Linked DNA regions of Macaca mulatta: region 2 is linked to region 1. The links are chromatin contacts, called in public Hi-C maps. All regions are on one chromosome and are shown on one strand. Each heading gives the region's core, a stretch centred on a gene start, on an enhancer-like site or on the middle of the called end of the contact. The rest is flanking DNA. Distances are from core to core; before and after follow the strand shown. Region 1 holds the start of PPCDC (phosphopantothenoylcysteine decarboxylase). Region 2 holds the start of C7H15orf39 (chromosome 7 C15orf39 homolog).

Region 1 (4,708 bases), core at 802-3,301:
TCCCAGTGACCTGCTTTGCTATTCTCCTGGTGCCGCTGCTGCTCCCTATTTCTGGAGCTGGATGTTCCCCAGCTGGCAGTTGAGCTGCCTGAGCCAATGTGTCTGTCTTTGGTAACTGAGTGAACCATAATAAAGGGGAACATTTGGCCCTGTGTGTTCTGCTGTGCCATGTGTCTTCCTGTGGGCTTGCGTGGAGCCTCACGGCAGGCTGTGGGGCAGGGGCATGAAAGTATGGGGGCTGGGTGGGTCTGTGGTCTGTCATTCCTGGGATCTAGAGCTATACGACCCTGTGTGGCTCTTTATCTGATGCAGCCTTGCGTAGGTGATGAAATTGCCACCGAGGCCCCCTGCCTTGGGGGGAGGAAGTGGAAGAAGCAGGCTTGATCAGCCGGGCGTGGTGGCTCACGCCTGTAATCCTAGTACTCTGGGAGGCCAAGGCAGGTGGATCACGAGGTCAGGAGATTGAGACCATCCTGGCTAACAAGGTGAAACCCCATCTCTACTAAAAATATAAAAAATTAACCAGGCGTGGAGGTGGGCACCTGTAGTCCCAGCTACTTGGGAAGCTGAGGCAGGAGAATGGCGTGAACCTGGGAGGTAGAGCTTGCAGTGAGCCAAGATCACGCCTGGGAGACAGAGCAAGACTCCATCTCAAAAAAAAAAAAAAAAAAAAAAAAAAAAAAAAGCAGGCTGGATCCCTGGGTAAGGGATGGTTTGGCCCAGATGGTCCATTGCAGCCAAGGGCAGGGGTAGAGCAGAGGCCCCACCTCAGCTCAGGGCAGGGAACCCACAGCTGCTTTAGCCACCTCAATGAATACAGAGGTTTCTGGGGCCTGTGAAGGCTAAAAAATGAAAGGGGCAGGGAAGCATGCCCAATGTGCATTCTCCTGCTGCCTTCCCTTTGCCCATTCGATGCCCTCCACCTGGATTGCTGTTGGGATCCTGTATCTAAGCTCCTGGCTGTCCTTCAAGATTCATCTCAAGTCACTCCTTCAAGAAGGCTTTCCTGCCTGGAGGTGTTGCTTCCTCATGGAGGATCTTACCCTGTCATTTTCTGTGTCCCTGTTTGTGTCAAGAACAGGGACGCATCTGATTTATCCTGTATCCTGTGTGTATCCTGTGCACCTAAAATAGAAGAACCTTGGTAAATATTCAGCATTAAGTGCCCCGAGCCCTCTTTTACTAAGGACCTGCCAACATGGGCCCCATTCACACTAACACCGTGAAGATGGCCCTTTTCTATATTCCGTCATAAAAAAGTACTACACGCACCCGGGCAGCAACTTCCACACAAACAAGCACATGTGAAAGGAGATCACCATTATTTCCAGCAAAAAGCTCCCCAGGCCTGGGTGCGGTGGCTTACTCCTGTAATCCCAGCATTTTGGGAGGCCAAGGTGGGCAGATTGCTTGAGCCTAGAAGTTTGAGACCAGCCTTGGCAATAGAGTGAGAACCCGTCTCTACAAAAAATACAAACACTAGTCTGGCATGATGGTGCACTCCTGTAGTCCCGGCTACTCAATAGGCTGAGATAGGAGGATGGCTTGAGCCCGAAAGGTGGAGGTTACAGTGAGCGGAGATAGCACCACTGCACTCCAGTCTGGGTGACAGAGCCAGTCCCTGTCTCAAAAAGGAAAAAAAAAAAAAGCTCCCCAACAAGATAGCAGGCTAGAACATGCATGTGATGAAGGTGATATGAAGGGCTCAGTGAGAGGTATCTCCATCAAGTTGCAGGAGGAGAAGAGAGAAAGGAGAGGTGATCATGTTCCCGAGGTCTCAGGCCTGGATCAGGAGATCACTGAAGTATTAACAGATCCTGATATTAAGGAAATGCTGATGTTTTTGGACTTTGGCAGTCTGTCCAACCTGCAGGTCACTCAGCCGACAGTGGGGATGAATTTCAAAACGCCATGTAGAGCTGTTTGAATCTTTTCGGGATACTGTAATATATTCAATAAACCTGGGACAACAGCAAAAAAAAAAAAAAAAAAAAAAAAAAAAAGGCTCCAAGCAACGAGCAGTGTGTATGGGGCTGATAGGAGTGAGGAGAGGCGGTCGGACAGTTATGCCAGCCCCTATCGAGAGTCCCAGCAATACAAAGAACAGGAAGCCAGGGTTTGCTCCAGGATTTCCCCAGTGGACTATAACTCCTGGAAGACAGAGAAGTGGACTACAGCTCCCAGAAGGCTGCGCGACACACAGCCCCCACGGTGCTCTCGTGAGGCGTGACAGTCAGATTCCGCGGGAGGGCGGCAGAAATACCGCGATATTTGGGGTCGACCCCGAGACGCGCCTGGCGCGGGTGAGCAGTGGAACGGGGCCGGGAAGCTGGGTTCTCGCGGCGGCGCGGGAGGAGAGGTTCGGGGAGCTGTGTCTGCGAGCGTGGGTCCGTGGCTGTCTGTGTGTGTCCTCACTTTCCCCTCTGTGGCCATGAAGCTCTGCTTGCGACTGTGCGTGGGTAGACGGCTGTGCATGTGTGCGACCTCCGTTTCCCGGCTGTACGGGTGGGGCCGCCTGGAGCAGGAGGGACTCCAGAGCCCGGAGTGGAGGGTTTCCATCTGTGCACGTCCAGCCCAACTTTGTGCTGCTCTGCGATTATTTGTCCAGCGTCGTTTAATCTAGTTTAAATGATGGCCGTGTCAGCTCCTCACACTTAGCGTTTACTCGGGCTGCCCAAAATACAAAGTGTATTTTAAAAGTTGGTAAAATTAAAAAAGGAAAGCCATGGGATATTGGAAGTAGCCCTAGGCCTGCCAAAAAGTGCAGAATGCCGTTTAAAAATTAGGCCAAATCTTGTCGAAAAAGAACTTCCTGCTGTCCTTGAAGTATTTGGAAGCAGGTGCTAGATGGTGAGCCGGAGAGGTTCCCAGGTTGGGGAAGTGGTGGGTGTCTTGGACCAGGGGTTTCCATCTCTCTCACAGTGGCTGGAAAGTAGCAGTACGCAATCACTGCCTTTCTAGTAGCCCACGTGTGTGAGTGTGTGTGTTAGATACATTCATCCCTCAGTATCCGCAGGGGATTGCTGTATACTTTTTTTTCTCATTCTGTGACCCAGGCTGGAGTGCAGTGGTGGGAACATAGCTCACCGCAGCCTCGACCTCTTGGGCTCAAGGGATTCTCTTGCCTCGGTCCCCTGTGTATCTGGAACCACAGGCATAAGCCACCACACCCGGCTAATTTTTATTTTATTTTACTTTTGTAGAGACAGGGTCTCACCATGTTGCTCAGGCTGGTCTCAAACTCCTGGCTCAAGCAATCCTCCTCCCTTGGCCTCTCAAAATGCTGGGATTACTGATGTGAGCCACCACATCAGCCTTCCCGTATACTCTTTTTTCTTTTTCTTTTTTTTTTTTTTTTGAGTCAGCGTCTTACTCTGTTGCTCAGGCTAGAGTGTAGTGGTGTGATCATAGCTCACTGCAACCTCGAACTCCCTGGGCTCACATGATCCTCCCACCTCAGCCTCCCAAGTAGCTGGGACTACAGGCCCAAGCTACCACGCCCCACCATATAATTTAAATCATCTCCAGATTACTTATAAAACCTGATACAGTGTAAATGCTATGTAAATAGTTACACACTTTTTTATTGTGGTACAATTTAATAATAATTTATTATTAAATTATACAATATAAATTACAATAATAATTTATTATTATCAACATATTTTGAAACAGTCTCTGTCACCCAGGCTGGAGTGCAGTGGCAAAAACATGGCTCACTGCAGCCTTCTAGGCTCAAGTGATCCTCCTGCCTCAGCCTCCCAAGTAGTTGAGACCACAGGCATGTGCCACCACACCTAATTTGTAAATTTTTTGTAGAGCTGGGGTCTTGCTATGTTGCCTGGGCTCAAGCAGTCCCCCCACCTTGCCCTCTTAAATTGCTGGGATTACAGGTGTAAGCTGGAGCAGAACCCTGGGCGGCTGGTAGTGAGGGGCTTTGATGTTAGGCTAAAGGATTCGGGCTCATAATGGATCTTGGATCCCTGCCTACCCACCACCCACTTCCCTTGTTTGGTTCTGCTTTGTCTCAGGCTCAGTTCTCATCCTTCCTGTATTGAGCTTGAATGTATACCCTGTCTGACCTTGCTTTCCTTGCTCCCGTCTTTAGTCTGTTCTGTGCCAGCTCCACCTTTGCCCATATAGGGACTGGCAGGTATCCCTGAAACCTAAAACTCTGCCCTGAATTAAACTCATCAGAGGAGACTTAAACACACAAGCCGAGGCTCTTTGCGCTGTCTGTCCCTGTCTTTCTAGAGGATAGAGAAGCTGCCATTTTTCTGGCTGTGGCTTGCCTGCTTGGCTTGGTGCCCTGGGATCTTGAGGCTCAGTAATCACAGCCTGTAGCCCCATAATCTGCCTGCTTGCCAACTCTTTTTGCTGCTCAGGAGTTCCTGTGAGTTCAGCAGAGCCCGGGGAAGTGAGGTACTGTCTCCAGCTACCCTTCCCGTGCAAATAGGTGACTCCAACAGGATCTGGTTAGAGTAATAGACTTACTGGTTTGGAATTTGATCCTCTTTGCAAGCAAACAAAGGAATCCTGCCAGCCGTCACCCTTCCTGGAATTCTCAGGTTGAACTGATTTGACCTCGCCTCCAAATGTTGGTTAAATGATCCACTTTCTATTCCTCAAGTATATTAAACACACACATACACACACACACCCTCTTTTTTAGGAAGGTAGGTAGGTTTGATCCTTAGCACAGCTTTAC
Region 2 (4,509 bases), core at 781-3,280, 200 kb after region 1:
ATGTGGAACCTGGGCAGACCTGGTGGTGATGGGGGTGGGGTAGGGTGAGAAGAAACCTCCTTTTCTACACTACTTTCTTTTTCTGTGTTAACTCCACCCAGGAAGCCCATATAAGCACAGAGGGTTCCCTTCTCTGCTTTTATTCACACTATTCCTTCTCATTAGAATATCACATCTCTGCAAGACCACAGTGCTGATAAAAACATGTAGAGCTCCCAAGGCAGTTACCTTATATTGATTGCCTTCATTCTCTGTAGGCTCCACACTCCACCATTGGTATAGAGAGGAAAAAGGGCAAGGTCAGAGTCTTCAGGAGCTCATAGTCTGGGGACACTCTATGAGCTTCCTAGAGTTTACAAACAATTTCCCACACTGATGTTGGCCCACACCACAGTTGCTAAGGCACGTCTCTCTCTGCTCCCTTTTTGCAATGAGGAAATTTGAGGCTCAGAAAGTTACAAAGTAGCTCCCAAGTCCCCCCAGTGTTGTGTCCTTTCTTTGGCAGTCCAGGGTGTTTAAGTGATGTGGAAAAGGAACAGACAAGATACTGTTGAGTGGGGCTGCTGTCTGTGTGAGGTGTCCCTGAATTAACACAAGGCTCAGCAGTGCTGCAAATCTTAACTAGCCCCTAGTGTCTCAAGACAGTTTCTCATCCTGGCCTGGTTGGTCCCACTCCAACTCAGGGAAATTGGAGAGACCACTGGGCACATCTGAGCACACAACGTGAGACTCCCAGACCCCAGGGGCTAAGAACACAGCCCTCCTCCCACCCCACTAGCAGGGCAGGAACAGGGTCGCGGGCACGGTGCTGGAGGAGGAGGGCTGAGCAGAGTTGGTAAGGGGCAAGAGCAGGGAATAGCCTGTGACCTCCAACCCTTTCTGAGTGTGTCCTCCCTATATGGTTCCAGACTCTATTTCTAAGGTTCTTCCAGCTCTACATGAAGTGACACTCTTCCCCCACCCCTGCCCCCACTCCCCAGGTGACCTCACTTCCTCTTCCTCTTCCTCTTCCTACCTGCAGCCCCAGGCCCTCCTCCTCAGCTCCAGCTGCTCCAGCTGCTTGGTGATTCTTGGAACCTGCAGCCTCAGGCCTGTTCTGCTCTGACTCAGGCAGAACTTACCTTTGGGATCTGAGGGGATAGTTTTGCTTCCTGAACTGACTCTGGCCTTTGGCATGTCCACCTGCCCTCCCCTCCCCCACTGCACACACCTGTTCCCAGTCCTCAGGCAGCCCAGGAACTTCGTGGGACCAGATTCTTTCAGATAAAGTAGCACTGAGGGGCTCTCATCCACAGTCAGATGGCCCAGGAAGAAGCAGCCCTTCCCCACCCTCCAGCCTCTCTTTGCAACACACCATTCCTGGCTGGGCGTGCTTCCCTCCACCCGCCTCGTAGGCTGCGCGCAGGTCTGCCTCACGGAGGGAGCCTCGCCCAGGCTACTTTGCAAATCCCCCAGCACCCTCATTCCCGGTCGTTCCAGGGATGGGGAGATTGCCGCTTCCTCAGACAGTTGCCCTGCCCTAGCAGGAGTCTGGAAATTGCCCTTATTGACTACACCAAAATGAGGGGACAGATCAAGAAGCCCTTCTCCAGCCCCCTAATACACTAGTGCTGGACAGGGGAATGCCGGCACCTACTGTGTGCCAGATATTTGCAAACACCCTTTTCCAAGTTTACACCGCCACCGCTATGAGGAAGACAGAATTCCACTTTTGCAAATAAGGAAACTGAAGCTCAGCGAGGTCAAGTGGCAGGCGCAAGGTCACATCGCTAGAAAGTGGCAGTGAATGAACGATCTAACGGAGCGACTGAAGGCGCGTGACCGGCCCGCCGGGCACTGGTTCGTGGAGCGTGGCGGGTACCGGCGGTGCACAGCGCCCGCGGCCCGCTCCCGGCAAGCTGGCCCCACGCTGGCCCCGGCACCCGCTGCACACAGGAGCGCAGGCTCCCAGAGGCGGGGCCGGGCTCTGCCCCCACCCTGCGAGCCGCCCCGCCCCCGCCCCGCCCCCAGCCCGCCCCGCCCGGGACCGCAGACGGCGCCCGGCGGCGGCGCGAACGGCAGTGAGGAGGGTTGCTCGGAGCTTGCTGTTCACCGCGACTTCTCGCGCAGGGCCCGGCCGTACTAGGACCCGCGGCCTGGGCGACGCTGGAGGATGCGGACGCGGAGGCGGCCTGGGGTAGCGGCGGCGGGAGACCTGGCGCTCTGCGGGTAGGAGCTCGCCAGCTCGGCGGGCGCGGAAACTTGGGCCGAGTTTGCGGGCGGCGCGTGGGGAAGGGGCGGATGGCGCTGCTCCAGGGCGCCCCTACCGGCCGGCCTGGGGACGGAGCGCGCCGCGTCTGGGCCGAGGGGCTGCAGCTTCTGGCTGCCGCCGGCCCTCCGCGACCGGGCTGCGGGGCAGGGGTGGCGCCGCTGCTCCGACTTTCCCTGGACTTCGAGGCTCCCGGGGCCTGCTAGCGCCCTGGATCTCCGGCGGAGGCCAGGCGCCCAATCTGGCCAGAAGGAACTCAGGCCGAGCCCTCGGGCCTCCCGCAGGGCCCTGCTCAAGTGGATTGCCGGGGGAGGGCGTTGGGGGGAGGTAGGGGACAAGGGGGCACTGGAGGGCTGGGCCTGGGGGCGGCGGGCGCTGAGGCGCCGCGGGGCCCTGGACGCGCCCTGCTGGGATGGGACGGCCCTGCGGTTTTTTCGCCACCTCTTGACTCACCCGTCTGGCCTCAGCCCAGGCTGGCGGGATCGCCCTGAGGCGGAGGCTGCCCGGACCCTGCGGCCGGGCCGCCCCTGCTCCGGGATCTCCAGCCGGTCTGCGGGCGTCGGTGTGGGGCTGGGTGCGCGGGCCTGCCTGCATGCACACGTGTGCCCGGGGCCAGAGCGAGGGGAGAGCGCAGTTCTGGAATGGCGTGTGTGCAGATGTGGGCCATGCACGTACGTGCAGGCACGGGTTTGCATGCGTGGCGGCGGCCTGTGTGTCAGCCTGCTGGATGCACGTGCGTCTCGGCGCTGCCGGGAGGGGCTTGGGGACACCCGGAAGCCCGCCAGGTCGGGCGCGGCGGCAGCCTCAAAGCTAAGTCGGCTGTGGGCCCTAGGCACCAGAGTTATGCTCAGGGCGGCTAGGGCAAAGGGGATAGAGACCGATCCCTTTCGCTTTCCCCTCCACTGGAGAATTTGGGCTGCCCCAGGTTGGATTGTAGCGTCTGGAGAGTCCGGAGCCTCAGGTAGGGAAGGTGGGAGATGGGAGAACATTCGGCGAGGCCCGATTCAGCCCTCCAGGAGAATCCACATGCTGGCCAGAGTTGGGCAGGAATCTCGCTCTTCATCCTGATGTTTACCATCGGCCATCCCTAGGCACCTAGAAGCTGAAAGTGGGAACAGAGAGCTGTTTCCTTTCCCACTGTGTAAGGCAGTGGTAGTGCTGCGGTGGTGGGCTCTTCTCTGGAACCCTGGCCTGGGTGCTGGTTGAGTGACATTGGAGCTTGGCAGAGGATCAACAGAGCTACCTCTCAAAGATGACCTGAGCCTGCTTCCTGGGCACCTGCCCTGTCCGAGAGCTTGCTTGCTTTAGTATGGGTCTGGGAAGGAGGCACCTACATTTTGGCAACTGTCTTGAGTGGAGGAGGAGTCTCCCTTGAGGGAGTGTATCCTGGGCTTTCCACCTCCTCCTGGCAGGAGATAAGGTCATTCCCACGTCCCTAAGAGTTCTGTGTTGGCTCCCTGAAGCCACCACCCCTCCCACGAAGACTCTTGAGGGTCCCAGGTGGTCTCCTGTCTATTGGCTGGGTCCCAGTTAAGGGCCTCAAGAAGTCTCCAGGGCAGAGGGTATTCCTTGGGCTGAGGCCCAGGAGAGAGGGACTCCTGGGGTTGGGGGTGGGGACCCAGCAGACCCCAAGGAGCGTGTGGGGGAGGTGAGACCGAAGTCAACACTTAACCCAGAGTGTCCCAAGGGTAGGGTGGGCAGGGTCCATACCCCAAAACCCTACAATTCCTTCTCACAGCATTGCTGTGGAGTGAGATGGGGGCTTTCACCCCTCGATAGCAGGTTTCTATCATAGGACACTGTTGTTGGGACTGTCACCTGTGTCCTAATGGCTCCTCCATGTCTTCTCTAGGCTGGCCTGAGATGTGGGGTTCTGTCCAGATGAACCACCTTGCTTTCTGAGTCTGCCTTGGTGTGGGAGTGGGCATTGGCCCCACACTAGGCTTGCCCTTCCTAGCCCCAAAACGTGCTGGTCTAACTCAGCCTGTGGCTGTCATTGGCTCCAACTTGAAGAAGCAAGGAGAGGGCTGGTCCTTGCTTGCCGGTGTCACTGAAACCTGTGACACTTTGCCTTAGTCATAGCAAGATTGAGCTGGGTGGTCCTTTCTAAGCCACTGAGAGCTTCCAGGAGCAGGGTGCTGGCTGGGGGAGGTAGAGGCAAGTCAGTGTGGCCCCAGCAGAAGGGCTTCAGATGAGCCCCTCATGGGTTACTGGGTGCCTCCTGCCCCGAGGGACCTCAGTTCCCATCCTTCCTTGGTCTT

What was found. Hi-C and Micro-C count contacts between places; a contact is called where the count stands out from the background.
Region 2: a Hi-C map of fetal cortex germinal zone shows a contact between it and region 1, with 3 times the contacts expected there. The contact joins the promoter of C7H15orf39 here to the promoter of PPCDC in region 1. A contact is called at or near these places in 8 of 14 Hi-C or Micro-C datasets (CD4 T cells, blood, cortical neurons and 5 more).

Annotation. Positions count from the first base shown.
Region 1 is chr7:52,975,301-52,980,008 of T2T-MMU8v2.0, forward strand. PPCDC (phosphopantothenoylcysteine decarboxylase) reads left to right here and starts at 2,052. Exons shown (of 3, transcript XM_077939966.1): 1 at 2,052-2,303. The coding sequence starts at 2,067. It also overlaps the pseudogene LOC144329996.
Region 2 is chr7:53,171,570-53,176,078 of T2T-MMU8v2.0, forward strand. It overlaps C7H15orf39 (chromosome 7 C15orf39 homolog), which reads left to right and starts at 2,031. Exons shown (of 3, transcript XM_001102160.5): 1 at 2,031-2,208.